Regions from separate parts of the Oryctolagus cuniculus genome. Here region 2 is linked to region 1. A link is a contact called in public Hi-C data. All regions are on one chromosome and are shown on one strand. Each heading gives the region's core, a stretch centred on a gene start, on an enhancer-like site or on the middle of the called end of the contact. The rest is flanking DNA. Distances are from core to core; before and after follow the strand shown. Region 1 overlaps EML4 (EMAP like 4). Region 2 has its middle 170 kb from the start of PKDCC.

Region 1 (3,930 bases), core at 1,408-3,907:
TTGAAATTTATTTCTATTTTTTACTGACCCCAGTATCTTTTGTAGTCTTTCTGAAGTTTATCCTTACCTGCTTGAAATTCAGTGTTTAAAAAAACTGTATAAACTTTAAAGCTAGAGATTTGTTATGTAATCCTAAAGAATGTTCTTTTGAAATGTTTTCTGCTCTCCAAAGGACTATAATAGTCACATTTAGCTTCCTAAAACTATTAGCATATAAAGGGCTGGAAAGAGCATTATATGGTCTACTTCCTCCTTTGAATAGGAAAAATGGGGAACTCTACTACAGTCCTCTGCTTTGTGCTCTGACCTCTCTGATCAAGCCAATCTTGATTAATCCAGTTACAATATAACTAGATGAATAAACTAGGCTCCAGAGGTGAGACACTGAGTTAAAACTTTGATGTGACTCTGATCAAACCTTCAAACCCCTCAGCATATGCTAGAACCTAGCCAAGAGCACTTCAGGCTAAATCTTTTTTCACATCCCCTGTTACTTTCCTTTTCCCTCTCATTTCTAACCCTTGCATTTCATTTTAATGCTGTACAATCTTTATCATTTCAGAAACAAAGCAAAAATATAGTACAAATACAGTTGTACAATTCAGAGTACAATCTGACACTTAAAGGAGTTTCTTAATTTTGAAGTAGTACAAATGGGTGGAAGGGTACTCTGTTTGCCTTTTATTTCCAGATAGCCTAAGCTACCCACCAAAAGGCACAAAAAAAGTCAGATGGCAGAGCAATGCTCAGTATTTGCTTCATGTAGTATAGTGCTTACACATGCCTGCCTCAGACAGCTAAATTAAGAAGAGCAAAGAGTGTACTTTGTGCTGAAGATGTTACATACTTGCTATCTTGTGCCATAGGATGCAGGTTTGTTTACTACACATAACAGGTCCTAACCCATTGCTTTGAAGGAACTCCAGTGATCTCCCAGGAAATAGTTGGCTCTTCATGAGACTGCCACTCCAGGTGGCTGGGAGATCTGGGAGGAGAGGGGTGGGAGGCATTCATCTTTGTACCCTTTGATCTATGGTGGCCATTCATTACCCCTTCTGGGACCAGTCTGCCCTGCACTTGCCAGAACGCAGTGTCCCCTCCAGCACACACACCATTCTTGCCTGAGCTAATCTGTGGCATTTGTGGTTCTCAGTTCCATCATCTAATTTAGATTTTAACTCTGACCTTTTTTCTAATTGCTGCATTTCATGATCTGCCATCTTTTTTGGTGTTTAGTAAATACTAGAAAAAGTGGTTAGATGATAAACTGTAGGGTTCATAGATTCATGGCTGTGTCCCCTGTTAACTGTAGAAACCATCGTTTTGTAATCACTGCTATGGAAAAGTATAGAAAGCAGCTTTGGATTCAGAGATCTTTGTAACTTGTTTTGTGCAAAGCCTTCCTGGGTGCAGGGTTGATCTGGGCTAGTATGGATCTGATTTGTTTCATGTAATTGGGCCTCCCAAGTAGGATTTTACATGAGCTAAAAAGATCTGAAGACTGCTGGTGCCAGTGGTTTAGTGCTTCCACACAGTGTACTTATTGACCTCAGCGTTGCTCGCATGTAAGAAGAAAAGGTCCTTATTTACCTATAAACTTTTTCTGAAAATAGTACTTTTAAATTATTTTGTTCTCATCTTCAGTGTTCCAGAAATGAGTAAAAGATAAGCTTAAATGCTGAGTTTAATTTGCTCCACGATCATCTGACTTGAGTTTGAACCTTGGGTCCACCAATTCTTTGTGATTTCAGAAAAGTTGCATAACCTTTCTGTGCCTCCTAAGCTTCCTCCTCTTTGAGGTCCCTCTGAGATTTATATGTGATACTGTACGAGAGTAATTTAAAAACTTCATAGATACTGGAATCGAGATTTTATTTTAGTGCAAAAAAGGTTTGAAATCCATGCATCTAAGATACATGCAAAGAAGTTCATGGAAATGTATATTTGGGGTGGGGGGGGGGCTAGGGGACTATGGTTTTTGTTGTTGTTTTTGACCAAATTCATTTTATCTCTGAATTGTGTTTTTCCTGAGCTTTTTGGATTACCCTCAGGAGATGAAGTGTTGATTTTGGTGAATTATTAGATTTGTGTAATTTCTCTCAAGTAGTTCACTGGAAATCATCAAATGCTCATATGAAGCCAAAAAAATTCAGCATTTAATAACTCATTTTAGTACCCACAATGTTAGTACAACATAAACAGAGAAAGATCACTGTTTTCCTGTTTAAGTAATGTTTTGAAGAGTAAGGTGATTATATTGGGTACAGCTGTTCTGAAGGAGGGCAGTGTTGGGTGACTTCTCCTCCAGAACATTATTTGTAGTTTTTAGGAGCCCTCCATTATAAGAACACTCCTGTGTGGGTGCCATGCTCCTCGGCTTCTGAGGTATGCCAAGGACGCTCAAGAAGCAGTCCAGGAAAACTGCACTCTCTGCACAACGTGTGGCCAATATTTCTCAAAAACGGAGTCACTTTAATAGAGACCCCAGTGACGGGCAGAGGATCCAAAAGTGTGATAACTACTGCAGTTTCCTCAAACATTTTTGAGGTTCTTTCTTAGAAGAGATGCTTTCTGGCACAAGTAGTAAGTACATGTCTGCTTCTGGTGTCTCTCGGAAGAAGCCAGGATTCCCCTCAGTTCCAGCTGCTTCCATGTTGTCATGGTGATGAGATCCCCTCAGTTCCAGAGACTGCAGGAACTCTAGCTTCTCCTTACGCTGCATCTGTGGCTCCCAGTAAAGTGGAATAAGATCTGAGGACCTTCTGTGGGCCCTGTTCAGCTCTGGAGGTTGTAGTAGTGCTCCCTAGCCTTTAGGAATTGTGACAAATGGGTACTCAGGAAACAGTATTGGCTAACTTAAATTATTCATCATTAAAAACCCCAAATTCTGATAATTGCCCTTTCATTCTCTAGGGACATTCCAGCTACATCACACACCTTGACTGGTCCCCAGACAACAAGAATATAATGTCTAACTCTGGAGATTATGAGATATTATACTGTGAGTATCAGTGATCACACAGATGTCTGTCAGGCATGCTGACGAACAGGCTGCATGGAGCTTGAATTGCAGAGAGAACGGACAGGCTTCTGAGCTAAGCAGTAATTTCAAATGTAGTTCCTGTCTTCAAGAAAGTAATCAATTGAATTGTGTAGAACTGAAGGCACATGTAATAGGAATTAGTGGGGTTGATGCTGCTCTGAATGGTTTTAAGCATAATAGATGGACATAGGGCTTCAAAGGAAAAAAAAATTCCTGTTAAACACGTGGAAAAAATGTTTATATGTGCCTTAATGTTTGTCAGTGTATATATTATAAATCAAAGTGAATGTGGTTAGTTTGAGTCAAGATGTACTTTCAAATACATTTGTTACACAGTACTATGATTATACTTCCCGTTTCCAAATTTAAGGGGACATTCCAGGCGGCTGCAAACTAATCAGGAACCGATCAGATTGTAAGGACATTGATTGGACGACGTACACCTGTGTGCTAGGCTTTCAAGTCTTTGGTAAGAGCATGCATGACACCTGACATGAAGAGGTGCTTTGTGAGATTTTGATACATAATCCTAATTTGTGTGACTTTATAAATGAAAGTCTGATTTTTTTAAAAAAAAGATTTGCTTTTATTTATGTGAAAGGCTTGGTGACAGAAAGACATCTTCCATCTACTGGTTTACTGCCCCAAATGGCCAGGGCTGGCCTAGGCTGAAGCCAGGAGCCTAGAACTTCACTTGGATCTCCTATGTGGGTGGCAGGGGCCCAAATACTTGGGCCAACTTCAGAGAACTGGATTGGGAGCAGAGCAGCCAGGATTCAAACTGGCACTCTGATACAGAATGCCAGCATCACAGGTAGCAGCTTAGCCTGCTTTGCCACAACTCGGCCCCTATTTATTTTCTTTAGTGTTATCACTATTAATTTTCT
Region 2 (4,111 bases), core at 195-2,694, 480 kb before region 1:
CTCCCTCTCTCTCTCTCTCTCTCTGTCTCTCTCTCTCTCCTTCTGCCTCTCTGTAACTCTGCCTTTCAAATAAATAAATAAATCTTTAAAAAAAACTTCAAAGCCTTGCATTTGCTGGTTTTTAATATTTGAAAGTGTGAGAGTCGACCGCCCGAAAAACGTCACCAAGAGACATCTCTTATGCAAACAGCAAGGGGAAGCTTTATTGATTATCCAGCATGCTGGGGCTGTCTGATCATCATGAGCAGAGCAGCCCCGAATAACCAAAGGTTAGGGTTTATAAAGGCAAAAACCGCAAAACCGGGAAGGGGAAGAGAATACACGGTTGTTAAGCGGTTGCTAAAGTCTTACAATCAGCAATTATGATCTTAAGACATAGACAAATCACATCTTTATTATTAGCCCAGGTAACCCAGGTGTAACCTTTTTACTTTTAAGCTTGAGCAATCATGCTAGGGGGTTTTTGTGCGTTGCCAAGGGTGATGTAGTGTACTGCTATTGTCCGACTATTTGAGATCATAGTTTCAGACCAGAGTCTCATGGTGGGGGGGTTGCTTTCCCAGAATGCAGTCTCAAGTGCTCCAAAATGGAGTCCCTACTGTCAAGGTGCTACTTTACTCTGTCTTATTTTCACAGCTGCACCAGGAAGGTTTTTAAACCTGTAAGCTTAAGCTTTAACTCTTCAAAAGCTGTGTAGCAGATTGATTAAACTGAAACTCTGCAGGCCACATGACACTCCAGCTCTGACACTTACAAGTCATTACCTGAAGTCAGGTTACTAATCCCATCTAAACCTTAACTTTCTCATCTGTAGAATGGGACTAATAATACCTCACAGCACCACTGCAGGTCCTACGAGCAATGACATACGTAAAGAGCCTGCCACTTAGCAAGCACGCCACGGCAGCCCATTTCATGATTTGTTCAGCACTTGCTTAGACATCTAGGAGCAGTCTTATTACTAGAAGTGTTACACAAACTTCATTTAGGCTTAGGGCATAATGTATAATAGAGCTAATTTTCCTAACCAAATGATTTATTGGGGGGAGCACATTTAAAAAGATTTAAATTTGCATAATAAAGTAAATCATCAGTAACCAGCAACTGCATTGGGCCAGCCTGTGTCAGACTTACAGCATCTGCAAAAGCCAGCACCCAGCAACTGTCAGCAGCTAGACTTGGGGATGGCAGGACGTCCTATAAATGCACAAATCAAATGTCACACTGCGTGAGTAGAAGCCTCAGTCAGCTGAAACGTTTGTGACACAGTCCACCCTGTAGATGGGCATTCCGGGGCATGCCCAGACTGCCAGCCCCTCCCCCTGCCCGTGCCTCCAGCCACTGCTCATGACCCTGGGGTTGGCTGGGATCACATCAGAACCTTCTGCCCGCCCACAGCACATGTGCCTTCTGGGAGCTGTTACAAAACCCGCTTTCCAGTGCCCCGACTCTAAGCGTGGCGTGGTTGCTTGTTGTTTTTTCCAGACCTACTCTGGAGACTCACAGGTCTGCAATATCCAAATACCTCGAACATACAGTCACGCTGAAACCGGCCTCGGAGAAAAGGCAGCCTTGTTCCCCCAGCAGGCTAGGCCCCAGTGCTGGGAGCTGTCTCCACAGGACACCAAGGAGGTCAGTCTCATCCATTTAGTGAAACAAAAACCAGTCAAACCAGTTGTTTGGCGTCACAGGGACCAAGGACAAATAAACCAGAAAACAGATGGTGACCAAAAGAAAGAGAGACTGCCAGCTTGCATAAACTGTGGGTCTTGTTTCAGGCCCATCCTCTTTGGGAGGCACAGAGCACATTAAAAGCTGGACTTGGTTTGACCACTTTCCCACATCAAGGCTATGATGTTCTCAACCAAAGGAGTCCTTCAAAGGCCGTGTGTGGAGCTGGCATTGCAGGAAAAGCTCCTCCCCGCGCTCACCTGGAAAGCAAGTCTCCCTGTCTTTGTTCCAGAGACTGAACCTCAAGGAGGATCTTTCGTTTGATATTTCCCCATGACAGACACCAGATAAAGCTCCTGTGGAGGAGGGGGTGCCAGGTGTTGTGACACAGCACGTAAGCCACTGCTTGGGTCTCCGGTGTCCGGGATCAGAGTGCCTGGGATCCAGCCCCACCTCTGCCTCCACTTCTGATCCAGCTCCCTGTTACTATGCCTGGGAGGCAGCAGCTGATGGCTCAGGTACTTGAGTGCCTCCCATCCACGTGAGAGACCGAAATGGAGTCCCTGGCTCCTGGCTTCAACCTGGCCCGGCTGCAGCGGTTTAACTAATAGATGGAAGGTATCGAGAGAGAGAGAGAGAGAGAGAAGAGAGAGGGAGAGAGAGAGTGTTTAATAGATGGAAGGTATCTCAGAATGTGTGTGTGTGTGTGTGTGTGTGTGTGTGTGGTTTAACTAATAGATGGAAGGTATCTCTCTCAGTATCTGTGTGTGTGTGTGTGTGTGTGTGTAACTCTGCTTTTCGAATAAAAAAATAAATAAAACTTTCTGAAAAAGACAAGGTCTGTGATATGCTAATATGGCAGCCAACACCGTTATCTGAGGGTGTTTTCCCCATGTTTGCCTCCTTACTGAGTGGAGGCTCCAATTCACAAGCCCTTATCACCCATCAGTGGCCTTTGGCCTTTGGTCTTCTTCTAGACACAGCTCCTCCCAGCAATAAATACGGTTGGTAAATGTTCATGCTGTTTCTTTGAAAAAGAATCAATTATATGTTCCTCCTTATTGTGTATGCAAGAAAAGCTTAGTGTACAACTCATTCATGTTTCCTGCTGAACTGCTGATAAGCTTCCAGTTCTAAAAAGTTACTACGCTCCTACAGGAAACACTATCCCTCCTCTAACTTTACTCCATTCATTCCACCCCTAGTTGTTCCACAGGATTTTGAACAGTGACAAAAAAATCAACCTGTTGATTTTCCTACTTTAAAAAAAAATCATATCTTGCTTGAGTTTTGTCTTCTAAATCTCAACATTCAAATTTATTTTTCAATTTTATTTATTTATTTTCAGTCTATTTGAAAAGAAGAAAGACAAAAACAGAAAAAGAGAGACCTTCCATCTGTTGGTTCACTCCCCAAAGGCCTACATCAGCCAGGAGCCAGGGACTCCATCCAAGTGTCCCACGTGGATGGCAGGAACCCAAGTCCTTGAGCCACCACTACTGCCTCTCAACCCGCACATTAGCAGGAAGATGGATTGGCAGAGCTGGGACTTGAACTCACGTATTCTGATGTGGGATGCAGGCATCCCAGGCTGTGTCAACCACTGCACAAATGCCCAACCCCTGAATCTCCACATTTCAAACCCACATCCACCTGCCTAAAGTGAATATTAGGGATACTCCCTCACCCTTTTTCAAGTGTCTTTCATAAAGAAAATCTTTTTTTTTTTTTTGACAGGCAGAGTGGACAGAGTGGACAGTGAGAGCGAGACAGAAAGAAAGGTCTTCCTTTTCCGTTGGTTCACCTCCCAATGGCCACTGCGGCCGGCACACCACGCTGATCCGAAGCCAGTAGCCGGGTGCCTCCTCCTGGTCTCCCATGCAGGTGCAGGGCCCAACAACTTGGGCCATCCTCCACTGCACTCCCGGGCCACAGCAGAGAGCTGGCCTGGAAGAGGAGCAACCGGGACAGAATCCAGAGCCCCGACCGGGACTAGAACCCGGGGGTGCCGGTGCCACAGGCGGAGGATTAGCCTAGTGAGCCTAGTGAGCCGCAGCGCTGGCCTCATAAAGAAAATCTTACCAAACATATGAAACAGTACTAACACAAGGCCTGTAACTACTGATGTAATGGAAGCATGAAGTTCTCGTTCCAGCAGACTGTGGAAGCCATCACAGCCACTAGAGTTGACAGCCAGCCCGAAGGCCCTCTCCCAGAGACCCTCGTTTCTCCCCGGTCACCACCCGGGCCAGAGGCAGCAGGGATCCGCCTGCTTACAGGAGGAAACTAAGACCAGAGAACCATTCAGTGCACGCTGGGGAGAGGAGCTGCTCCCTTGTCGGCTCCTCACAGCCACAAAGAGCAGCCCAAGCGTACACGGCACACACCGCAGCCCACACCCTACATCTACATGTGCACACACACACACACACCCCACACA

What was found. A called contact is a pair of places that touch in the nucleus more often than the background predicts.
Region 2: a contact with region 1 is called in a Hi-C map of an unstated tissue, with 3 times the contacts expected there. The contact joins two enhancer-like sites. A contact is called at or near these places in 4 of 6 Hi-C or Micro-C datasets (ear pinna, psoas muscle, skin fibroblasts and 1 more).

Annotation. Positions count from the first base shown.
Region 1 is chr2:160,293,483-160,297,412 of mOryCun1.1, reverse strand. EML4 (EMAP like 4) reads left to right here. Exons shown (of 25, transcript XM_070069208.1): 22 at 2,914-3,001; 23 at 3,414-3,512. LOC138848639 (a long non-coding RNA gene) reads right to left here. Exons shown (of 2, transcript XR_011386671.1): 2 at 1-3,930. Among named protein-coding and RNA genes, the nearest start is that of COX7A2L, 40 kb to the right of the region's middle. Within about 2 kb of position 2,657, at least 1 of the 8 cell types and tissues checked has an H3K27ac peak or open chromatin away from gene starts, as enhancers often do.
Region 2 is chr2:160,768,799-160,772,909 of mOryCun1.1, reverse strand. No RefSeq gene overlaps it. Among named protein-coding and RNA genes, the nearest start is that of PKDCC, 170 kb to the right of the region's middle. Within about 2 kb of position 1,444, at least 1 of the 8 cell types and tissues checked has an H3K27ac peak or open chromatin away from gene starts, as enhancers often do.